Regions from separate parts of the Sus scrofa genome. Here region 2 is linked to region 1. Evidence: chromatin contacts called from public HiChIP or PLAC-seq data. All regions are on one chromosome and are shown on one strand. Each heading gives the region's core, a stretch centred on a gene start, on an enhancer-like site or on the middle of the called end of the contact. The rest is flanking DNA. Distances are from core to core; before and after follow the strand shown. Region 1 holds the start of NAA50 (N(alpha)-acetyltransferase 50, NatE catalytic subunit). Region 2 overlaps CCDC191 (coiled-coil domain-containing protein 191).

Region 1 (5,884 bases), core at 2,619-5,118:
TTTTTTTTCTTTTTTTGTCTTGTCTTTTTAGGGCCGCACTTGCGGCATATGGAGGTTCCCAGGCTAGGGGTCCAATCAGAGCTACAGCTGCTGGCCTATGCCACAGCCACAGCAATGCCAGATCCGAGCCGTCCCTGTGACCTACACCACAGCTCGGGGCAACCCCAGATCCTTACCCACTAAGCAAGGCCAGGGATGGAACCCACAAACGCATGGTTCCTAGTCGGATTCGTTTCCACTGCACTACAAAGGGAACTCCTAGAGGGTGATGGTTTTTCACATATGTATACACCTCTGTAATCAATACCTAAAGTAAAGATACAGAATGTTTCTAGCACTTCAGTAAACTCCTTTGCCCTTTCCCAGTCTATAAACTGTCAAAGGTAACCACTATTTTCTGAGTTCTTCAACAGATTCATTTCCGACAGCAGAATCTTATACATTAACACTTCCATTAGTAAACTACACTGTTTTATATACTATGTTATTGCTATCTACTTTCCCTTCTTTGTCCAATGTATTCACATCTAGTTAAAGACATTTTTGTTAGAACTAATTCAAACTTCTTTGCTACAATTGAAGGGTAAATTACATTGCCATCTCAGTCCTGGTTATGGCATACCTTGTTTAAATATCACCTTACCTAGAGAGGAACAAGAGACAAAAATAATCGCTTACCATGCACTAATTCAACCTACAATGTCCCTAGTTCATAAAAACAAGCAACTTCAGTACAAAGGAATCAACATCTTGTAATGTACCTCACATTTCTAGATCACCATATAAACACATGCAGTAATTAACAACTGGAAAAAAAACTGGAAAATTTACCTACTATGGAGGAAAGGCAAATATATGTCAGTATCATGGAATTCCCTACTGCTACTAATGAAAACTAAGTAAAAATATGAAGAAAAAGCAGGTAAAATAGTTGTTTTTAAAGTTTCCAAATGAGAGAAAATATGGGCAACAATATAAAATATTTAAAGAATAGACTGATTTAGAGTTAGTGGTTCTGCATTTGTTTCCAATTTTAGATACTTCTATTCAACTTACAGTTCAGTCAGCTCAATACATAATAAAACACTTAGCAAATAAAATTTCACAGAAAACCCCATAATCAGGACCACTGTTTCATTTTCACAGGTCTTTATGAACCAAGAGTCTGGACTGTTAGTACTGACCACATTGTACTTAATAGAAATCTCTGAAGGCAAGGACTTTAAAATCTTTTAAATAATATCCACTGTCTTCCCTTGTCCAACACCGTAAGGATAAGACTTACAAAGTGAAAAAAGTATAAGAAAAAATATAAGATCCCATCTTATCTGGGAGTTAGTTTATCTACAAAGTTAAAGGAACTATTCCTGTGAAATTGTCTTAAAAGTTTACCATTAAGAACATAAGCTTTTTTTTTTTGTCTTTGTGCCTTTTCTAGGGCCACTCTCATCAACCACTGAGCCACGACAGGAACTCCAATAATCTTAAAACTGTCGCAGCTCTTAAGAGGTGATAGCAACTAGACTAAAGGGCTCTACATTTCAGGCATAGCTGATGACATAAGGTACACATTTCATAACTGTAAGTTTCCTCTAAATTTGTCCATTTACTCATTTCTGGAGATTTGCCTCCATGAAGTTATTATCTATAAAAAACCATTTTAGGAGCTCCCGTCGTGGCGCAGCAGAAACAAATCCAACTAGGAACCATGAGGTTGTGGGTTCCATCCCTGACCTCACTAAGTGGGCTAAGGATCTCACATTGCTGTGACTGTGGTGTAGATCACAGACGCAGCTTGAATCCTGCGTTGCTGTGGCAAAGGCCGGCAGCTGTAGCTCTGATTGGACCCCTAGCCTAGGAACCTCCATATGCCGAGGGTGCCACCCTAAAAAAAAAAAAAGCAAAAAATAAATAAATAAATAAAAAATCATTTTAAATAAAAAGATAATTGCCTCATGAGTATATTACCTGAAGGTAGATCGTGAATAATACTGCTCTTTGACCTCATTTCTATGGCCAAGTTAGTATCAGGAAGAGCATTACATCCTAGGTAGACTGAGCTAGACCAAAGATTTTTGATTCAGAATAATTCCTTGGAGGCATTCTTTTATAAATCCATGCGCAAGTTCAACACCAGGAACTCTTCAACCTCATTTTTATTACTTTAACAAATACAAATAAGTATTGAGTGGTACAGACAGTATCTATACTCGGGAAAAAAGGAAAAATCTCGCCAAGTTGTACTGGATCATACATAAAATAGCCAAACTTCTAAATCATGATTCAAGTGCAGCACATGCTTCCAATATCTCTCAATCAGTATCCTAATTGGAACACTTCAGAACCTGATGAGAAATAATGCAGGTACTGTGAAATTTTCATGATTTCTAAACTTTAACCCCAAACATGCAATTCGACATCACAATATTTAAAGTAAAATCAGAGTAAGGAATCACATTACAATCCTTGGGTCAAATTTAACTTTCTTGGACCTCTTCTGCGACCTCAAACACATATATACACCGAAGAAATATTTACACCCTTGTTTTAGACAGTATGACTCTGAACGCTGACTTTTATTTCATCCTCAAAAGGGGTGCTGAATAATTTGAAAGGTTCCTTAACCCAAAACACAGTTCTTTAACTGACTTGCTATAACAGAAAAAACTCAGGCATCTCAGAAAGGTTTTAATATTGCTAAGATTTCATTTCTTTCTCTAAGGAGGGTAAAGGCAAAACAGCTTGGTCACTATTTTAAAACACCGTGTTATGTAATGAATACTTCAACAATAAGCAATTTAATAGAGTAAGGTGACAGCTTATTCAAATAGAAATAGTCGAAGAGAAACCATCCTTTACTTTATCCAAGAGGGAGACTGTGAAAGTATATTAACTTTGCCAAGCACCTGAAGAAAGCTTCCAAGGACCCCCCTCAAGGCACTGGGGCAAGAGTAAACTCCTGCAGCAATAGCTCCACCTACTGATCAACAATACTTCCTTGAACATTCTGGCACCCCAAGTCTACAGTGCTCGCGCTCTCCCCCTCCTCCACTCGCTCTGACCCAACCCAAATCCAGTTGAGTCACTAGCTTTTAATACTCATCTCCATGCTTTTTATTTAAATTCCTTCTCCTTCCAGAAGCTTCTGCATCGCTTCCAAGTACAAATAAGCCCGAAAGATGTCAAAGACCACAGTTCTCAGTGTGGAGCCTGGATCTGATGAGGACAACCAGACCACTCCACTCGAGTCGCGGGCCGGGGGTGGCTATGCCGTCCGCTCCCAGACAGGAGGCCACAGGCGCCTCACAAGAGCTCGTCCCCTCTGCCCCAGCAAGATCTGGTTTCCACTTAACCCACATTCGTCCTCTGGGCCCAAATTCTGGGTTCCCCGGGTTTTGCTTCTGCTGGCCCTTCAGCCCGCCAACAGCCCGCGCCGAGCCTCCGCCCCCTCCGTGAGCAGAGAATCCCACAAACCTCCCTCCGCCAGGTCCTGGCCCAGAATCTCTCACTTCCTTCGCAGCCCCTCTCTCCCGCCGGTCGGGCCCTGTCTGGCTGCCCTTCCTCACCCTTTCATCTTCCCCGCCTGCTGAGGCCGTTGTTACCACCGATATCAACGCCGTTGTCGTCGCCGCCCTGAGCTCTCCGCGCCCTCAGCTCGGGCCACTCAACCCCACAAGCCGACCTCCTCGCCTAGGGCAGGGAGCTGAGCTGTTGACGGAGGCCGCGAGATTCGAGCGCAGCCCTGCGTCTCCAGAGGGGGCGGCGGTGCGTCCTGCCGCCGTGCCGGTGCCGCCACTTCTCCACACGTGCACACGGAGCAGTCGCCTCCCTCCTGCCGCCGCCGCCAGCCAGACTCGCCGCCGCGCTGTGACCTTTCACCCCGCCCCCTCTGCGCGCCGGCGCGTCGGCCGTCTCGCGCGCAGGCGCACTTCAGATCTTTCCGTACCCTTCCCCCTCCACTTCAGAACCTCCATCTTTTACTGGGTTCCGCCTTCTGGCGTCATCCTTCTCCTCCTGTCCCTTGCAACACAACTTGTGGGGCTTGCTGGGTCGGCCCTGGCGGTAAAATCCAGATTTTTTCCACCCCTCCCTTTCCTCTTCCACTTCAAATAGATCAGTCTTCTTCCTCTGTTCTTTCCAGTTGATAGTCTCCAGTATGAACTTCAGACGGGCCTGTCTCCTAATATTTTATAAAACTGGTTCTTCTTAATGTAAAGAAGCTTATGGAATACTTAGATGAGGTGCTTTTAAGACAAATAATTGTAATTGATAATTGGCTGGATAACTTGGCTTGCGTCCAGCATGTTTCAAGTTTTCATGTCACGTGACTACCCCAAACCCTCAAGCCTGTGATTCTACCTGCGGGCCCCAGGAGAACGGAACTCCATCGCCATTTCCGGTCCTTAGACCTCGGCGGTGAACGTCACTTCCTTAGCAATGCACTTTAACCCGTTCCACCCACGTCTTCTCCGTTGTACTTTACAAACATAATCTTTGTGAACACTTTCGTTTTTCCCTAACATCTAATGGCAAGAAAATTACTGTTCAAACGATCCGAAAAAATACAGGCCCACGAGATGCAGTGAGCCTGGCTAGGGAGGACTGGGCGGAGCTCGAGGTCACGTGACTCTAGGCCCGCCCCCTTCTCTGCAGCTGAAGACTTCCCCTCCCACAGTGACAGAGCCTCTGGGTCGGTCGGTGTCGGTACACTTTTTGCACCTCGCGCCCGGGCAGGTGAGCGGCGACCGGTAACCGGCGGCTGGTGGGGCTAGAAGGAGTGGGAGGAGGAAGAGAAAGCAGCGTGTGCATGGTGGCTTCTCCTTTTCAGGGCTTCCTCCTCGCTGTCATCCTGCATTGGCGAGGAGCTTATTTCTCCAGTTATCTTGACCCTTGCTCCCCCACTGTGGTCGCCCCTGCAACCTAGGGGTTGGGACGTCCACCTTTCCCACGGTTGGGGGTGAGTGCGGCCATTGTGGTTACCCATTCGGACTCTTCGGGGCTTCGGGTATTGGGATTGGTTCAGGCATTCCTCGGTGTCTGCAGTAGTCTCCAGGTCTGAATCCCCAAAACCCATTCTTTGGCAGAGGCCTTGCATGGTCTTTACATTCAGCCCTAGGCTGGGGAGCGGGAGGTAGGACAAACCCTGGAGGCAGAGGCGTCTCCTGCGAGACAGGCTTGGGAGAGAATGTCACCAATGTGGCCCTCATTGCGGAGTCACTGTAAAGCTTGCTTCCAAATGTGCATTCTCTGTAATTGAGTTTTTATCTGACATCCCTGCAAGGGTTGTTTTAAAGATGTTTGCAAGCGTTGAATGGGTCTGGAAAGGTAAAAGGTGGCCTTTTACCTTTCTCTTCTCTGATGTTACAGTGCAGAAAGGGAAAGGACAGTTGAAAGAATAAATATATACTAGGTTCAAAACAGAAAGTGCTGATAATGCTACAGTCTCGATTGAATGGGGAGATGTTGAAAGATGGTGTTGCCGGGATCATGGTCTGCGGATACCCAGGCTAGCTTTAGGAAACGTGATTTCCCAGGAAAGGAAGTAATTCAGAAACTGACTGGGCTAGAAAGATTAAAACCAAATGTATTTGACCATAAACTTAAAGGTAAAGAGGTTAAGTCAAGATGGTTTCTGCCTTTGAGGTCCTCTTTCCATTTTCCCCTAAAATCCTACTTAATCACCACTCCTTTGACTAGTGGTAAATTTATATTAGGTAGCATTTGTGTCCCTCCTTAGCTTTCCCTATTTTAATTTATTTATTTATTTTTTTACTTTTTTTTTTTGTCTTTTTGCTATTTCTTTGGGCCGCTCCCACGGCATATGGAGGTTCCCAGGCTAGGGGTCGAATCGGAGCTGTAGCCACCGGCCTTTGCCAGAGCCACA
Region 2 (5,972 bases), core at 412-2,911, 290 kb after region 1:
TACTTTTTCCAAAAAAAAAACCCCAAAAAATCATATACTTTTGAACTGGAACCTCTGGGATCAAAATAGTATTTTGAAAAACAAAACACTGTTGCAATGTTTTGGTAAACTGGCTCTCACTATCCCTTCTGTGAGAGTGGAAAACCTGGGTTACTCACAGGGTGAGGGTAAGGAGGAGTATAATAACAAACTAGGAGTTCCCTTGTGGCTCAGTGGGTTATGGATCTGGCGTTGTCATTGCTGTGGTTCGGGTCACTGTTATGGCACAGGTTCACTCCCTGCCTGGGAACTTTTTGGCAGGTGCAGCCAAAAAGAAAAAGAAAAATAGCAAACTAAACAAACAACTTCCTGACCAACACCAACAAAATTTTACTTGGAAATTTTCCATAGAAAGGCTATATTAAGTAAAACATAATAATGTTTCAAACAACTCCTAAAATGCACACCACATATTGTCCTTGGCAGTAAGTGCAGAAGGGAGAGTTACATAAATCCTGATATTCTTTACGTGTGTGCTCAATAATTCTCTTACTCTGCAGTTTTATTTGCAAAGAGGCTTTTCCTTCATTTCCTTCCCTAAACATAAGACAACACGGCTGCTATGTTTCAGTTCAGAAATGGTTTTTCTTCAGTGGTATGTAGGCAGTTCGGATAAAACTAAGATCTTTGCTGTATAAATGAGGTTCAGTTTTCATTACTTTGTAAGAAAAAAATGCAGGCTTCTTTTCCACATATTTCCACATTCCCTCAGTTTAGTTTGGGGCAGCCTTTTGGAAGGCACTGTGCCACAAGCATAATATCGATAGTGCTTTTTTTGGGTCATTATTATCTCATCATCTAACAGAGATACCTAACGAAAGAGACAAACCAAAACCTTCCCATAGAATTAAGACATGGGTTAGTGTCAATCCATCTTTCATTGTTTTCTTCAACTTTCAAAAGCAGGAAAAATCATAGATCTTCTTATCTGAAGAAAACATAAAATGTATTTCAGAATTAAGAAGGCTACTTTCCAAAGAGTGTAAGAATTTCATAGTTAATCCCTTGTTGTTTCCACTAATTAGCACGGACATGTGGCTTGCTGAATCTCCCCAAGAGATTTCATTGCAAAATCAAAGAGAAAGTAGGATGGAAGTAGAAAGTTTCTATATAAAAACAAATGTTTTGGATAAAATAAAAAGAACCGGCATTGAAATGAGTGGGAAAGATGCATTAAGAGTGCTGAACCTGAACTTGTGTTTTGATAAAGAGAGACTGCTATGTTTCTCTCAGAAAATCTCCTGTTAAATAATGTGGCCCAAATGTGATGTTAAATTGTTTGGGGGGAACAAACAGAATCCAGAGTCAAGCACAAAGAATACAAGGGACTAAAAAAGCCTGAATTAGAGCAACCCTTAGAAGCAGATTCTTTAAAGTCTTCCTGCAAATTATACAGGCTGTTGTTGGGTTTGTGCCAGTAAACCATTCTGAGGGTGCTGACAAGCGTTTCCTGTACTCACTGAAAGCCAGGTAGGCATTTTCCCCCCTTTTATCCTGTGGTCATATTTAGGCTGCTGAGTATCTAAGTTTCATTACCCAAGGGCAGCTTCAGGCTCCCTCAGAACCAGGCTAGGAATGTGGACTGGGACCAAAATAATGAGCCCAGAGGGCCTGCTACTCTGGTGGAATTTACCAGAGGACATCCTGTCTCCAGCCAAGTCTACATAAAAGCCTGAGGAGTCTGGTAGGTGGATTATTCCCTATGTCTCAGTTATACCCACATGCTGAAGAAATCTAAATTAGAGGTTCACTAACAATAACACACATGAGTAACATAATCACACTGAAGAAGAAGGGGAAGAAAAGAACCAACCTAAGTAACTTTGGAAAACAAGTTTGACTGAATAAGGCTAAAAACAAAAACAAATGGACAAATATTACACTGAACTTAGTAAATCTGTTTTCAAAGCAGTATAGGTTACCAATCCTGAAACTACTTTTAGAATGTACTAGGACTAAAAAAATAAGTAAATATTTTTTAGATAATAAGCTCCAGGTTTCTGACTATCAGAAAGAAGTTATAAACAAGCAAGGGGGAAAGGCTAAATTAAAAACTGAGGTTGAAGTTACCATTATGAACTCACAATTATTTTAATATATATACAGCTAGATACAGAAACAAGTTACAAATAAGGAAGGGGAAAGGACAGCATGACCCCTGTGTTGTAGCCCTGGAATTGGATGTGTCAGTATGAACTCATGGATTTTAATGTGTGTACAGCTAGACAAAGAAATAAATATAATGTGTATTATGTGTAGATTACTATATGTACATCTATTTCTCAGCTCTGTCTGCTGAGAGGGCCCAGATACAATGACACCCCAGCATAGCTAGTACCCAGACTGTGGTTTCTAAATTATTCTTCAATAAAAGGAAGCAGGGTACCATGTAGAAGTGGTTGATTCTAGAGCTGGGTCAGGGAAAATACAAGATGAGCCTGGAACAGCTTGTGCTGCCAAAAAGAAAGGAAATGCCTCCCAAAAATGATTTTCAAAGGTAAAAGGAGTCAACCTGAAAGATTCCCCAATGGTCAAGGTTAGAACAATTTGAGTAACAAAGTAAACAATAATATTAAAGTATAACTCATAGGATAAATATCTATAAGCCCATACTAATAAAAATAAACAACTAAGTGAATAAATAAATATATGAAGGAGAAGGGTCAGTTTTTCCTTCTATAAAAATTTCAATAAATGGAGACAAGATGAGGGAAATAAAAAATCATCATTAGTCAGATACCACAGTAATTATTGTTATAGGAAAGATTCACCAATGGATGCTAAAATTAATAAGTGAAAGTTTAAGGATAAACAGGATATTTGCATAGTTTCACAATACTTCCTCTAAGATATTTATGAATTACAAAGGGAAAAGCACTAATTTTACCATTCACAGTGAAGAAACCTAGCAGACACAATCTTAAGTGATGGAGGGTAACATCAGTAGTAATAAGACACATTAACATTATGTACCCCTGATATGATACACTGAGAGGGGCACAGCATCACTTCTTGTGGTATTCTTACCAATAATAATCTCCAGTGAAGCAGAAGGGAACACTGGAAAGCCCAAATTGAGAGACATTCTACAAAATACCTGACCAGTACTCTTCAAAAATGTCAAGGTCATAAAAGACAAAGGAAGATTGAGGACTGGCCCTGTCAGAGAACTAGAGAAGACTAAAGAGATATGACAAGCAAATGTAGGATGAAATTATGGATAAAGTCCTGAAACAGAAAAAGGACCTTTAGTGGAAAAACAGGTGATACTCTAATAAAGTCTTTAGTCTTGTTAACTGTATTTAATGGCATTGTAGCAATGTTAATTTCCTATTTTGGGATAATTTTACTATGGTTATATGAGATGTTTAAACCGGAGAAAGCTGGGTGAAAGTATTCAAGAACTCCATTACTGTTTTTTGCAAATTTTCTATATGCCTAAAATTATTTCAAAACAAAGACTTAAAAATATAGGTTCAAATCAAGCAGAACTGTGTCGAGGTAATTTACTCATAGTCTCTTGTTTTAAAATATACCTGCTGGTCTTTTGAAGGCTGAGTAATCTGTGTTAGTAGGCCACTAATTTTGTCCAACTCTTTGTGTCTAAAATTCACACTTCCTAAAACTTATACCGTCGGACCTCTGTATCTGCAGGTTGTGGATTCAACAAACCATGGATGAAAAGTATTCAGGGGAAAAAAGTTTCCAGAAAGTTCCAAAAAGTAAAACCGGATTTGCCATGCTGGCAACTATTTACAGAGCATTTACAAAGCATTAGATATTGACCTGGAACAAATAGACTGCCAGGTATTATTCCAGCAAAGATGGGGTTATTTGGGATCAGCAAAGAATTGCAATCTGGGATCTGCAACCATGGTGAGCCACATGCAATTTCTTGCAAGAGAAGGGGAGGAGAACTCTAAACATAGAGGAAAAGGAAGTTGGGAGGGCTGTAGTAAAAAGAGTCCATGGCTTTTCATTGGCTGAGTCCTTGCCAGTAAAGAAGAGGAGTCTTACTTTCTGATGAACTCTGCTATTGTTGCAGGGCATGAGAGCTCCCCCTTCTGGTCTCTTGACTCTACTTAATTCAGGTTTCTGTTTATTAATTTTTTACATAGGAAATCTAGAGATGATTTAAGGTGTATGAGAGGATGAGTGTAGATTATGTGCAAATATTACACTATTTTATATAAGGGATTTAAGCATCCATAGATTTTAGTATCTGTGTGGGGTCCTAGAACCAGTCCCCCATGGATACGAAGGGACAACTATATTACTTTTTCCTGTACAGTGGATGTCAATAAAATTAAAAAATTAATCTTACAGGGAGCACATATCTTAACCATCTCTCGCTGGTTGGGTAACATATCATGGCACTTGTTCCTTACATCTTCTCGACATGGGCCCCTGAACACTCATTTCAAATCTGAACTGTTTGTTAATTTGTAGGACATGTTAACTCCATTCATCTCATGAAGGACACATCATTGAAGAGTCTTTGCCAATCCTTCCCCAAATGTGGATCCCAACTCTTAATATTTCCTCCTACCACACTTCCCTTTCTATTCCTAAAGCTGGAACTCTACCAAATTCTTGTTGTTTTATATTTGAATTTTTATGACTTCTTGCCTGTCAGTCCAAAATACTGCCATCAAACATGTCTAACTTTTTAAAATAATTGCTTTAACTATTTGTTTTCCTTACATCTTAGTTATCTATATCATATTCAAATTCCTGTTACTTATTTCCAGGGCCTTTGTAGTCTATCCTATGTTTATCCCTCAGTATCTTCCTGACATCGCTTTTTTTTTATTTGTTAAATCCATTTATACATTATACATTCATTCCATTAACTTTCACTGAATTTCATCAGTGCCTAAGGGCCTGGGTTGCATGTTGTAGGAAATATAAAATATACATATTTATTTTTTCTCATACAACTTTCTCATTTACAATTCTTTCAAGCAGTTCCTTTCACCTGAAACATCAGAAACCCCAAATGTATACTGTTATCAATTCCACTTCATTGAAAAAAATCTGTTTATGTAGCCTGAGGAGTATGCTCATTTGTCAATGAAAAATAAAAGTGGAACTAAAGAAAGGGAGAGTTGAATAAAATAAATGCAGACCATTAAAAGTAAAGGCACAAATATATCATTGTTTAGGATCTAAGCTACCAAAAAGCAAGTAACTTTCTGAATAATTCCTCTAAATAACCTAGAACACATAAGACTATCAAAGTGGAAGCTGAGCTTTCAAGAACTTCCAAAGGTGGGAGTTCCCATCGTGTCGCAGTGGTTAATGAACCCAACTAGAATCCATGAGGATGTGGGTTCAACCCCTGGCCTCAGAGGGTCAAGGATCCGGTGTTGCCATGAGCTATGGTGTAGGTCACAAGACATGGCTCAGATCTGGCATTGCTGTTGTGGCTGTGGTGTATGCGGGCAGCTGTAGCTCTGATTTGACCCATAGCCAAAAGTCTACATTAGTAGTTATATACTATTCTAAACAGGGTAATTTAGAAGACATCCCAGATCCCGATTCTCCAGAATCACACAGAGTATATAAGAATAGCCCGTGAACAAGGGATTGAAGCACTGACCTATTACTAGGCCAGATGGACAGCACAGAACAAATGATGTGAGCAATTTTGGTATTTGTGATGATACTCAGTTGGGCTTAGTATTATAATGTCCCACCTCTGAGAAAGCCTTTTGTCATTTATGCTACAGAACGCTGAACAGAGATATTACAATCCCTACCTCACAATCTTCCTTGAAAGTTTGGATTAATAACTTTTTAAGTTTCTTCTTTCTTTCTTTTGCGATGTTTTCTGCATCCAGAATATGAACACTCTGAAACACGCCTTTCTCTGGATTTTTTGGAGAATTTTCGTCTTGCTTTTTCTTCTCTCTATTAATAACAATTTAAAA

The links. HiChIP or PLAC-seq counts read pairs in DNA pulled down with a chosen protein or histone mark.
Region 2: a contact with region 1 is called in an H3K27ac HiChIP or PLAC-seq map of skeletal muscle, with 3 times the contacts expected there. The contact joins the enhancer-like site here to the promoter of NAA50 in region 1. A contact is called at or near these places in 1 of 5 promoter capture datasets (liver), 8 of 47 Hi-C or Micro-C datasets (alveolar macrophages, embryonic fibroblasts, heart right ventricle and 4 more) and 2 of 2 datasets of contacts at active chromatin or transcription factors (alveolar macrophages and skeletal muscle).

Annotation. Positions count from the first base shown.
Region 1 is chr13:146,191,202-146,197,085 of Sscrofa11.1, reverse strand. It overlaps NAA50 (N(alpha)-acetyltransferase 50, NatE catalytic subunit), which reads right to left and starts at 3,868. Exons shown (of 5, transcript NM_001244807.1): 1 at 3,567-3,868. The coding sequence starts at 3,574.
Region 2 is chr13:145,903,535-145,909,506 of Sscrofa11.1, reverse strand. CCDC191 (coiled-coil domain-containing protein 191) reads right to left here. Exons shown (of 16, transcript XM_021070343.1): 8 at 5,802-5,952. Among named protein-coding and RNA genes, the nearest start is that of CCDC191, 27 kb to the right of the region's middle. Within about 2 kb of position 1,661, at least 6 of the 83 cell types and tissues checked have an H3K27ac peak or open chromatin away from gene starts, as enhancers often do. A contact at or near this core is called in retroperitoneal adipose tissue and skeletal muscle, where this site is marked.